Linked DNA regions of Mus musculus: region 2 is linked to region 1. A link is a contact called in public Hi-C data. All regions are on one chromosome and are shown on one strand. The core of a region is the stretch at or near the end of the contact, and the rest is flanking DNA. Distances in the headings are between cores, read along the strand shown.

The links. Hi-C and Micro-C count contacts between places; a contact is called where the count stands out from the background.
Region 2: a Hi-C map of embryonic stem cells shows a contact between it and region 1, with 2.9 times the contacts expected there. The contact joins the promoter of Ltbp2 here to the promoter of Acyp1 in region 1. A contact is called at or near these places in 14 of 39 promoter capture datasets (the 3T3-L1 cell line, the HPC-7 cell line, HPC-7-derived erythroid cells and 7 more), 1 of 15 datasets of contacts at CTCF or cohesin (embryonic stem cells), 10 of 484 Hi-C or Micro-C datasets (the Ba/F3 cell line, cortical neurons, embryonic stem cells and 1 more), 2 of 115 datasets of contacts at active chromatin or transcription factors (embryonic stem cells and stem cell-derived neural progenitor cells) and 1 of 9 other capture datasets (embryonic stem cells).

What each region holds. Positions count from the first base shown.
Region 1 is chr12:85,277,721-85,282,502 of GRCm38.p6, forward strand. Acyp1 (acylphosphatase 1, erythrocyte (common) type) reads right to left here and starts at 2,715. Exons shown (of 3, transcript NM_025421.3): 1 at 2,590-2,715; 2 at 2,271-2,362. The coding sequence starts at 2,354. It also overlaps a transcript of Zc2hc1c not described here.
Region 2 is chr12:84,873,859-84,878,306 of GRCm38.p6, forward strand. Ltbp2 (latent transforming growth factor beta binding protein 2) reads right to left here and starts at 2,633. Exons shown (of 36, transcript NM_001370743.1): 1 at 1,898-2,633. The coding sequence starts at 2,373. It overlaps D030025P21Rik (RIKEN cDNA D030025P21 gene), which reads left to right and starts at 1,944. Exons shown (of 1, transcript NR_028577.1): 1 at 1,944-4,448.

The sequences.
Region 1 (4,782 bases), core at 1,465-3,964:
AAAAAAAGCAAAATTGGGAGTTCAAAAATAAATCCTTGCCGGGCGTGGTGATAATGTCTATGTGTAATCCCACTGGGCATAGTGGTGATGTCTGTGTGTTAGCCCAGTATTTGGGAGGAATATCAAGAGTTCGAAGCCAGCCTAGGCTATGCAGTGAGACTTTCTCAAACAAGCAAAATGAAAACTTTTGGTGCCTGAAAGAACCCTATCAAGAAAAAGGAACTCTCCAAAATGGAAGGCATGTCAGCATCGGGCATTGGCTAAGAGACTGGTGTCCAGGTGGAGGCTGCAGAGATGCTCAGGGGTGAGGAAGGAACACATGCTCTTACAGAAGACCTGGGTTCATTCTGGAACCCACAATAAGTGGCTCACAGCTGCCTGGAACCCCAGCTCCAGGGGATCTTCACCCTCTCCTGGCCTCTAGAGGCCCGCACACATACTCTGCCGTACACGCCCGCAGTCGCTCACACAGATGTACACATAAAGGCACGTTTTTAAAAAGAGAATTAGTGCTGAGCATGGTAGCATACACCTTTAAACCCAGCAGTCAGGGGGGAGAGGAAGAGGGAGAGGGAGAGAAGCATGTGGATATGTGGTTAGCTCTTAGGTCCTAGGCCAGCCTGGGCTAAGGAGACCTTATCTCAAACTCAAAAAAGAAATGGAAAGAGACAGACAGAGGCTTAGTATCTGGAGTAGATAAAGAGGTGTCAATACATACACAAAAAAAGAAAAATAACTCAATTTACCAGACAAGGATTTGAATAGAAAGATCTCCAAATATGTATCTTTTACATGCCAATAAACACATAAAGATGTGTTAGGTAAAGGCAAATCAAAACCACCCTGAGACTGTACAGCATGATACTCAGCCTTAAAAAGGAAAGACGTGGGGCTGGAAAGATGGCTCAGTGGTTAAGAGCACAGACTGTTCTTCCAAAGGGCCTGAGTTCAAATCCCAGCAACCACATGGTGGCTCACAACCATCCATAATGAAATCTGATGCCCTCACCTGGAGTGTCTGACGACAGCTACAGTGTACTTACATATAATAAATAAATTTTAAAAATATTTTTAAAAAAAGGGAAAGACGTTCTGACTCCGGACACGTGGGTGCATCTACACATCACTGAGGACAGGATGCTAGTGAAGGAAGGCAGCCGCCAAAGGACAGGTACTTCATGAGACTACCCAGGCGCTAGCCAGAGCGGTCAAATTTATAGAGATCCAGCAAGATGGCGCACACTTGCCACCAAGCCCGGTGACCTGAGTTTGATCCCTGGAATCTACATGGTAGGGGAGAACGGACTCCCGTAACTGGTCCTCAGACTTCAACACGCGTATGCATACATGGGTATGCAGGATCCTGGCCACCAGGGGCTGGTGAAGGGGAAGACAGGAGCTGGTGGGTAGAGCTTCAGCCTTTTGAGATAAAGAAGGAAGTGTATGTGTGAGGGGTTGGTTCTTCAACTGTTCCTTGGTGATAAGACAAGGATGTATGAACGTACTTAAGGTTGCTGAATTGTGTGTTTTCAAATGGTTAAAATAGTAAGGTTTTCAGTACATATATTCTACCGTGATTTAACAAAAACGTGCTACTCCAGATAATTTGGAATATTATCTTCCAAATGGAATTATAGCTAATAACAGTTCTCTTTCTGTTACTTATTTGTACTTTAGTTCTATGGTGACTGAAGAACATGACTTGTATGACTTGAGGTGTTTTAAATACTTTATACCTGAACTAAAACAATGAAACTCCTCAAGGAGGTACACTCTGTCACATCCATCAGGATGGCCATAGTGAGCAGAAAGGCAACTCTGCTGAAGGGAAATTGAGATTGCCCTTGTGCACTGGAGAGATTAGTGATGGGGAAACAGGGGTAGAGGATGCCAAGTTTGCTGTTAGCTGGTACAGTGCAGCTTGCTTAGCATGCCAATGTCCCTGAGTCCCATGATGGGAAGAAAAACAAAACAAAACAAAACAAAACAAAACTGAGGTGTTGAGAGGAAGTTGGAGGAATAAACTTGTAGGTATGATGGGCGATTATGTAAGTTACTCTGTGATCGGCCTACCTAATGCCACCTCTCTATCTTGATGGCAGCTTTTTAGAGGCGACTTAGCTTGGTGACAGTACAACAGGGTGCGCTAGCGGTATTCTCCGTCAGGAGAGTGTCCAGGTGCTCCCTTCCCACTCTCCCAGTTCCCATTGGTCAGAACCAGGCCTCCTGTCCATCACTTAGTGATGCGCCCCGACACTTAAGCCACATACCTGAGTGTACTTGCGGAAAAACACCCCTTGAACCTTTCCAAAAATTTCGTAATCCACTGAGACCAAGGTGTCCCCTTCTGCCATGCTCAAACCTGTCAGAGACAGCAAGGTGAGACATCGTCCTAAGAAAGGGCTGCACCCGCCCTCCAATACCATGGGGGCCTCTCCGGAACCTCAGGGTCCCGGAACTGCAAGGAGTAAGTGGATGTAAACGCAAGCCCCTGGTCGGGGAGCCTTCGCCTGCTCATCCCGCTGCCCTTGCAGCCCTGAAGCCGCCATCCATCCTATCCCCATGCGGCCCGAAATCCCCTCCACTGACACTTGGATGATCCGAGCGGCGGAAGCTCGAGTTTCTGGGGCTTCCCCAGGAGCCGCTGAACAGCCCCGAAGACCTTCAGATCAACCGCCCGAGCCGTGTTAACCGCCACTTCCGGAAGTTTAGAGCTCGGCTTCTCCAACGCTGCCCTGCACGCCCATCACCGCGATTTAACCAATCAGAGGTGGCTCCTTGTTCAAGAACCCGCCCAAGGGTGGGGCTTCAGGACAAGTGGGTCACGTTTTGGAGAGATCCTGGGATTAATTTTTTTAAGTGGAGAGTCCGGTTTTGCATACAATGACCAACCTGTACCACACTTCTGCCACTAAGTGTACCCCTCTTGTCATTTCCCCGTGGGTAAAGAAAGTCATAGACAAAACACTTAATATGTCCACTCACCCTACTGGGTGCCTAGGGCTGTTAGCACAGTCAGTGACTAATAGAATCTGGCCTGCCCTTTTTTTTTTTTTTTCCCTTCTTTCAGTTCTCTTCCAATTCTGGGACATGCATAATTTGGACTTGGTAGCAAAAGACAATAAATGCACACGACATCACGGTGAAGTCATTCTATCTGGGGTTTTGGAAGCTGCTATCCAGAGTCTACCTTAGGTAAAAAAAAAAAAAAAAAAAAAAAAAAAAAAAAAAAATTGATAAATAAATAATAAAGCACAGGCAAGTTATTCATGGCTCAGGAATCTCAATAGAATCAATAAATCTGAGCAAAATAACCAAATTGCATGCATTTGCTTTTAGAGAAAGAGAATTACTAAGGTGTTTTTAGATGAGGACTGCTAAAATGAGATTTGATTTGTATGCATTGGAATTCAGCTACCCTTAGGATCGAGAATGTGTATGAAGCAAATTGTGTGTGGAGTTTATTGTCCCTTCTTCGACTGCTTGTCTGTATCATATCATTTCCTAACACCGGGCCCCATGTGGTAATATGTCAGGCTGGCAGACTTGGCAAGGTGAGATAGTTAGCAGTGGTAGCTATGGAAATCTATCATTACACCAGTTCCCCCTGTAACAAAGTCAGAAAGCCTCCCTGCTGGGAGGAGGAGGAGCAGTACTGAATGGTGTCCTTGGCGATATTTGAAAACAACACTAAACATTGTGTTTGACTGATGCAATTTCTCTAAAATTCAATTAAAGTGAGTTTCTCTATAGATTCCAGACCCACTGAGTAGTGTAATGGATGGAACACCATATGGTGTACAAGACGGATGATATAATCGTTGCCCTCAAAGATTTCTTTATCGTAGCTGTGCATGCACAGAACGGACAAGATCATGTGCAACGTGGTAATTCATTTCACTCACTCTGAGAGCTCACCACGAACCAGCCCAACATTATAACAGAAACAGAACGTGTTAGGGAGAAGCAGAGAGATTAATTCTGATGGGAAGGGCTGAGAAAGAGCTTGTGGAGGAGACAGTATCCTTCCAAAGTTCCAGAATCCAACCAGAATGTGATGGATTTAGTTTCAGGCAGCCAGTCCAAAGTCCACTCCTAAGAATACTTTGACTCTCCAATTTTGGGTGATGATACGGTAGCACCAATAGGCAAGGAGGCAAAAGTAGCTGGGATGAAACCAGGGGCTCTCAAACACCATCTGCACATTAGGATCTTAGGGGAACCTTTTGAATACATGCCCACATTTTATTCCTAAGATACTTCCAGGAAAAGAGCCAAGACCTGCTGAGGTGCTGGCTGAAGGTGAAGGAAATACAGAATGGGTAGTAGAGGAAGGTAGTTATAAATACCAATTAAGGCCACGTAACCAGTTGCAGAAACGAGGATTATAAAGTAATATGAATGCCCCATTGTAAATTTACAAATACGTTTGCAATTGTACGAGGGATAGTTATATCATGTTAGGTGTATTCACAACCTTGTTATTGTTTCATGTGAACATGAGATGTTATTTGTGTCAAGTTGACAAGGGGTGGATTGTAGTGGCTATTCCTGGTTGTCAACTTGACAATATTTGGAATGAACTACAATCCGGAATTGGAAGGCTCACCAGTGACCCTTATCTTGAGGCTTGGAGATCCTTATCTGGATCTTGGTTTGGAGATCTTAAGCCATAGTGGCTATGGATTCCAGAAGATTGAATCTCCGAGTTTAAGGAACACACCTTTAATCTGGGCTACGCCTTTTCATCTGGGATTAAAGGTGTGGCAGAACACACCTTTA
Region 2 (4,448 bases), core at 1,383-3,882, 400 kb before region 1:
CCTGGTCATTGCTGTCAGCTTTGTCCTAGTGACAGTCTGCTTTGCTTCACTTTCTGACTTCTAACAGCACCTTGCAATGCGCATGCATGCGCGCGCACACACACACACACACACACACACACACACACACACACACACACAAGCACACACAAGCCTGCAGCATAACCATCCCCTCCCTATGACAGCCAGACTTCATCTCAGCCTCAGCCCCCGGCTCCCCTATACCAGGGGCAAAAGCTTATGGTGAAAAGCCCTAGTTCTGAGTTAAGCCTGCATGGCAGCCTCATCTCCAGATGTGCCACTCTGGCCCTCTCCTTCCTCGTCTATGCTCTAGGGCCCCAGGTCAGTGTCTCTTCCCTGACCATCTTCACTATATTGTACTGCTCCATTGCCCTTGACAGAATTGTCCTGTGCTTTTAGAAACACATTCACCAGCACATACTGCTCGTGCCTCCAACTTGATTTTAAGACATTGGCTTGCCCTCCAGCAGGTTTTGTATTCTGTGGGTCCCCGAGCCCTCTCCCATGCTCAGCACATGTAATCATGCAGTTGCCTGCACAAGTCAGAATAGAGGGGAAAGCTGAAACGGGGCAGGTGTCCTGCTAACTCTCCTTGAATGGTCTTACGCTGGAGCCACTTGGCAGCACTCAGCTCTATGCCCTGCAGACTTTAGGCTAGGCCTCCAAAGGTTAGTAGGGAATTCATTTAGACGCAGAGAGGGCCAGCTACGTGCAGGCACTGATCTGCTGGGAACATGAAAGCTAACAAAACCCTGCTTAAGCAGAACTTGTATAAGTTTGAACACATACATAGAAATAGAAATACGTGAGGGGGGAATAAATGCTATAAGAAAGCATAAAGCTGGATGAGGGCACAGAAGGGATGAGACACGGTGAACTTTGCTAAGATACAGAAGACCGTTGCAGGCAAGAGAAGAGTATGTGTGCAGAGCAGGAGGCAGAAGATCCTCTGTAGTGGGACTAGGCGTACAAGCAACGGGAATGCTACCTGGAACTACAACGGACAGATAAACCAGGCTCAGGCCAAGGGCTGCCAAAGCCCCTCCTAGACTAATCAATTGCACCTTGCCCAGTCTGGCATTGCCAGGCTCCTGTGCCTTCACTCCAGAGACACCTGGGTACTCAGGAGAGGTCCCCAACTCATTAAATCCTGGGCAAGGCGTTGTTGGGGCGGGGAGGGGACCTCCTGTGATAACAGAGTCCAGAACCCGCAGCGAGTGGTGCAAAATAATAAGTTGAAGAGTTGGAGCGAGGCGTGGCTTTTCAAAATGTGCAAACAACGCTGACATCTAGACTTCCTGGAACACAGACCCAGTCCCTCGCACAGGTCAGGGCAGCCTTCTCTTTCACAGAGCTCCTAAACCCTTGCCTAAGTCCTCTGCGTGTCCCAGCAGACCTGAGCCCGGACTATACACTTGTCTTGGCGCGCCTGCTTCGCTGTCAGCCCGTTCCTGGAGATGCGTCTGTCTTCGCGCCCTGATGTCCCCACTCCCCCCCCCCCCCCCCCGCCCAGATCCTCCACCTACTGGCGCCCGGAGCCAGTTTATCCTTCTCTGGGCCTCAAGAACCCAGAGCGCCCACCCAGCCACTGCAGCTCGTTAGCCCAGCACAGAATGAGTGAGAAACGCACACGAGCTTAACGTCGGGGTTCTGGGAGAACTGGTGTCCAAGGGAACAGATAGTAGATTTATTTTCCCCAAAATAACTTTTTGAAAGCTGGTCCGAGCCCCGGTTTCGGAACCTCGGAGCGGTTTCTCTAGTAGTTACTGAGGACAAAGGGACAGGACCCGCACTCCACTGAAGGCGTAACTGTCCGGGATACCCGCATCCCTTTGCTCCACCCCGCCCCCAGCCCTATCCCCTCTTCAGTGCTCACCCGGTGAGCCGCCCTCGCCGTGCAGCCGCGGGTCGCTGAGGGGTTTCCAGGCGCGCGACAGAAGGTGCAGCCCTGGCTGCTATCTGCTGCTGGCCCCGGGGATGGCTTCTCCGAGTCTGGACAGGTGGCTGGACTCGACGCAGCTGCTGGGTTCGGGGTGGCCTCCTGGCCTCGGCCTCTGCGAGCCTCCCAGGGTTCCCCTGGGCCGGCTGGTTCCACTCAGAGGGCGACAAGCCGGGGACCGGCGCGTCAGGCTCTCGGAACAGACTGTACACCTTGGCTGCAGCCGCTGCGGGGTGGCTGCCCACGGGGTGCCACAACCGATTCGCATCCCTGCTAGCTGGTTCGTATCTCCCTATGGAATCCCGTTGGGCATGACTTGTCCCCATCAAGACAGCCAGGACAAGTGGCAGGAAGCCCCTCCAACGCACCCGTCGGATGCATCCGGAGCAGCGAGCGGTGGTCGGCGCTCTCATGGCGCCAGAGTGGCTGCAGAGCTGTGGGCACCGGAGACCTCGCGGGGAGGTGCTTTCCATCGTTCGCTCCACAGACCCGCCTGGCGACTTGCCCCTTCCCGTCTAGGGGACCTCTGAAACAGCCGTTTGGGGGTCCAGGGGTTCCTAGGTAAGGGCTGTATGGCGTGAGCTGCCCGGGCTGCGCACCGAGCCCGAGCCTGCCGCACCTTCGCTCCCGCACTGCCGCCGTCTGAAGGGGAACCGAAGGGTTTTATTTTTGGAAACCGCCCCCTGCTTTTTCGCCTCTTTTATCCACGCCATGCCCCCCTCCTTGGAGGGACAGCTCGGCCCCCTTATTACGGGAGACAAGAATTCCAGCAACACCCTCTTTGGCACCGAGAAGCGAGCGGGCGGCGAGGGGATTAACCCGTGAGGAGCTGCGGGCGACAGGGCAGACCCGGGGACTGGAAAGACAGATGGCGTCTGCCTGGACCAGCGCACCTGAGCTGCCTTTTTCCTGTCCTGGGCAAACTCAAGTTGTCCACCTGTCCTGGATGTATTTTCTGTTCCTGACCTCACGGACCCAGATGAACTGCTTCTCGGGCCTGAAGGAAGCTGGGGAAGGTACCCAGACCGGAGTAATGGGGACCGAGCCCGAGGCATGCGCGCCTGGTCTCGTTGCTTCCACCTCTGACCGCTGGGGGCGCTAGGCGAGAATGCAGGTGTCCCTGGGGCAGCTCCCAAGAGCCGGTTGCCTATGGGGAAGGGCAACTTGGGGCGCGCGCCCCCTGGTGGAGCTGGTCACACCCTTGGCCACCGTGTTTTGTAGCGACACACTCTGCCAACCTGCTTAGAGCCTAGATCTTAATCTGCTTCCTGTGGCGCCAAGCCTTGACCTGGGCCTATGGTGATGGTGGATGCCCGCTGGAAGAGTTGTTCTCTTTTTACAAAGGTAGGCATGGAGCCTCTTGAATAAGGTGACTAAAGGAGAGTATTGCTAAAGATGGAAATAAAACCCAGGCTAGTGGCCTCTGGCCCACAGTCCACTCTTTGAACTCCTACCACCGCCCCTCATTCCTTGGAGAATTTCCCCAAGGGGCTGCATGAGCCTTTGAGCCCTGCTGGGCCGGGTTCTCACACCTTCTTGTATTGAAGGGGACAGGGATGTCCGTTGCCTCCCACCTAAATTAACCTTCTTCCCTGTGTCCCATGCCCCAAAGCCTAAAAGGCTAGGCATATATGGTTTTCCTGAAAGTGTTTTCACAGCCTACTGGCTCCTAAGCAGACAGGATAAAAGAGCCTGTAAAGGCACCAATTACAACTTCCCATACCAGCCCCTCCCTTCCCAGAATCCTAAGTAATACCTAACTGGATTAGAAAGTCTCAATATTTGACACTGGCCTACGGAGTCCTCCCTGCCCGGCTGGTTTTCTGACCGATCTGAACTTACTCCTGCTCGGTATTCATTACACAGTACCCTCACAGTCTCTGCTTGGCAAATGTTTGATGCATTGTGACGGCTCATCTCTCTACCTAGAGTATTCATCTCCAAGAGGTCTTCAGGACTACCTCTTCATTTCACCTCACAGAGCAAACATCGGCCCCTACAGTGGCCATGTGTGTTCTTCCGCTTCCCATTCCTGTGAGGAAATACCCAAGCTTGCCCACTTACAAGGGGAAATCATTTCCTGGGGCTTTGTTGTTGTCTTGGGTTGGTTTGGTTTTTGTTGTTATTCTTTGGTTTTGGTTTTTCTCAAGACAGAGTTTCTCTGTTTAGCTCTGGCTGTCTCCTTTGTAAGACAGGATGGCCTTCAGCTCAGAGATTTGTCTGTCCCCTGAGTACTGGGATTAAAGGCATACGGTGCCACCTCCCAGTTCTTCCCTCCTCTTTTAAAACATATTTTAAAAAATTATTTTCAGCTATGTGTAGGTGTGTGTATATGTCTACATATGGGTGTGTGCACACGAGTGCAGGGTCCTTTGGAAGCCAGTTACACAGGATCTCCTGGAGCCGGACTTACAGGTGATTGTGAGCCACCCAAGGTGGCTGGGAACTAGGGACCTCTAGGGACAGCAAGTGCTCTTCACCACCAGCT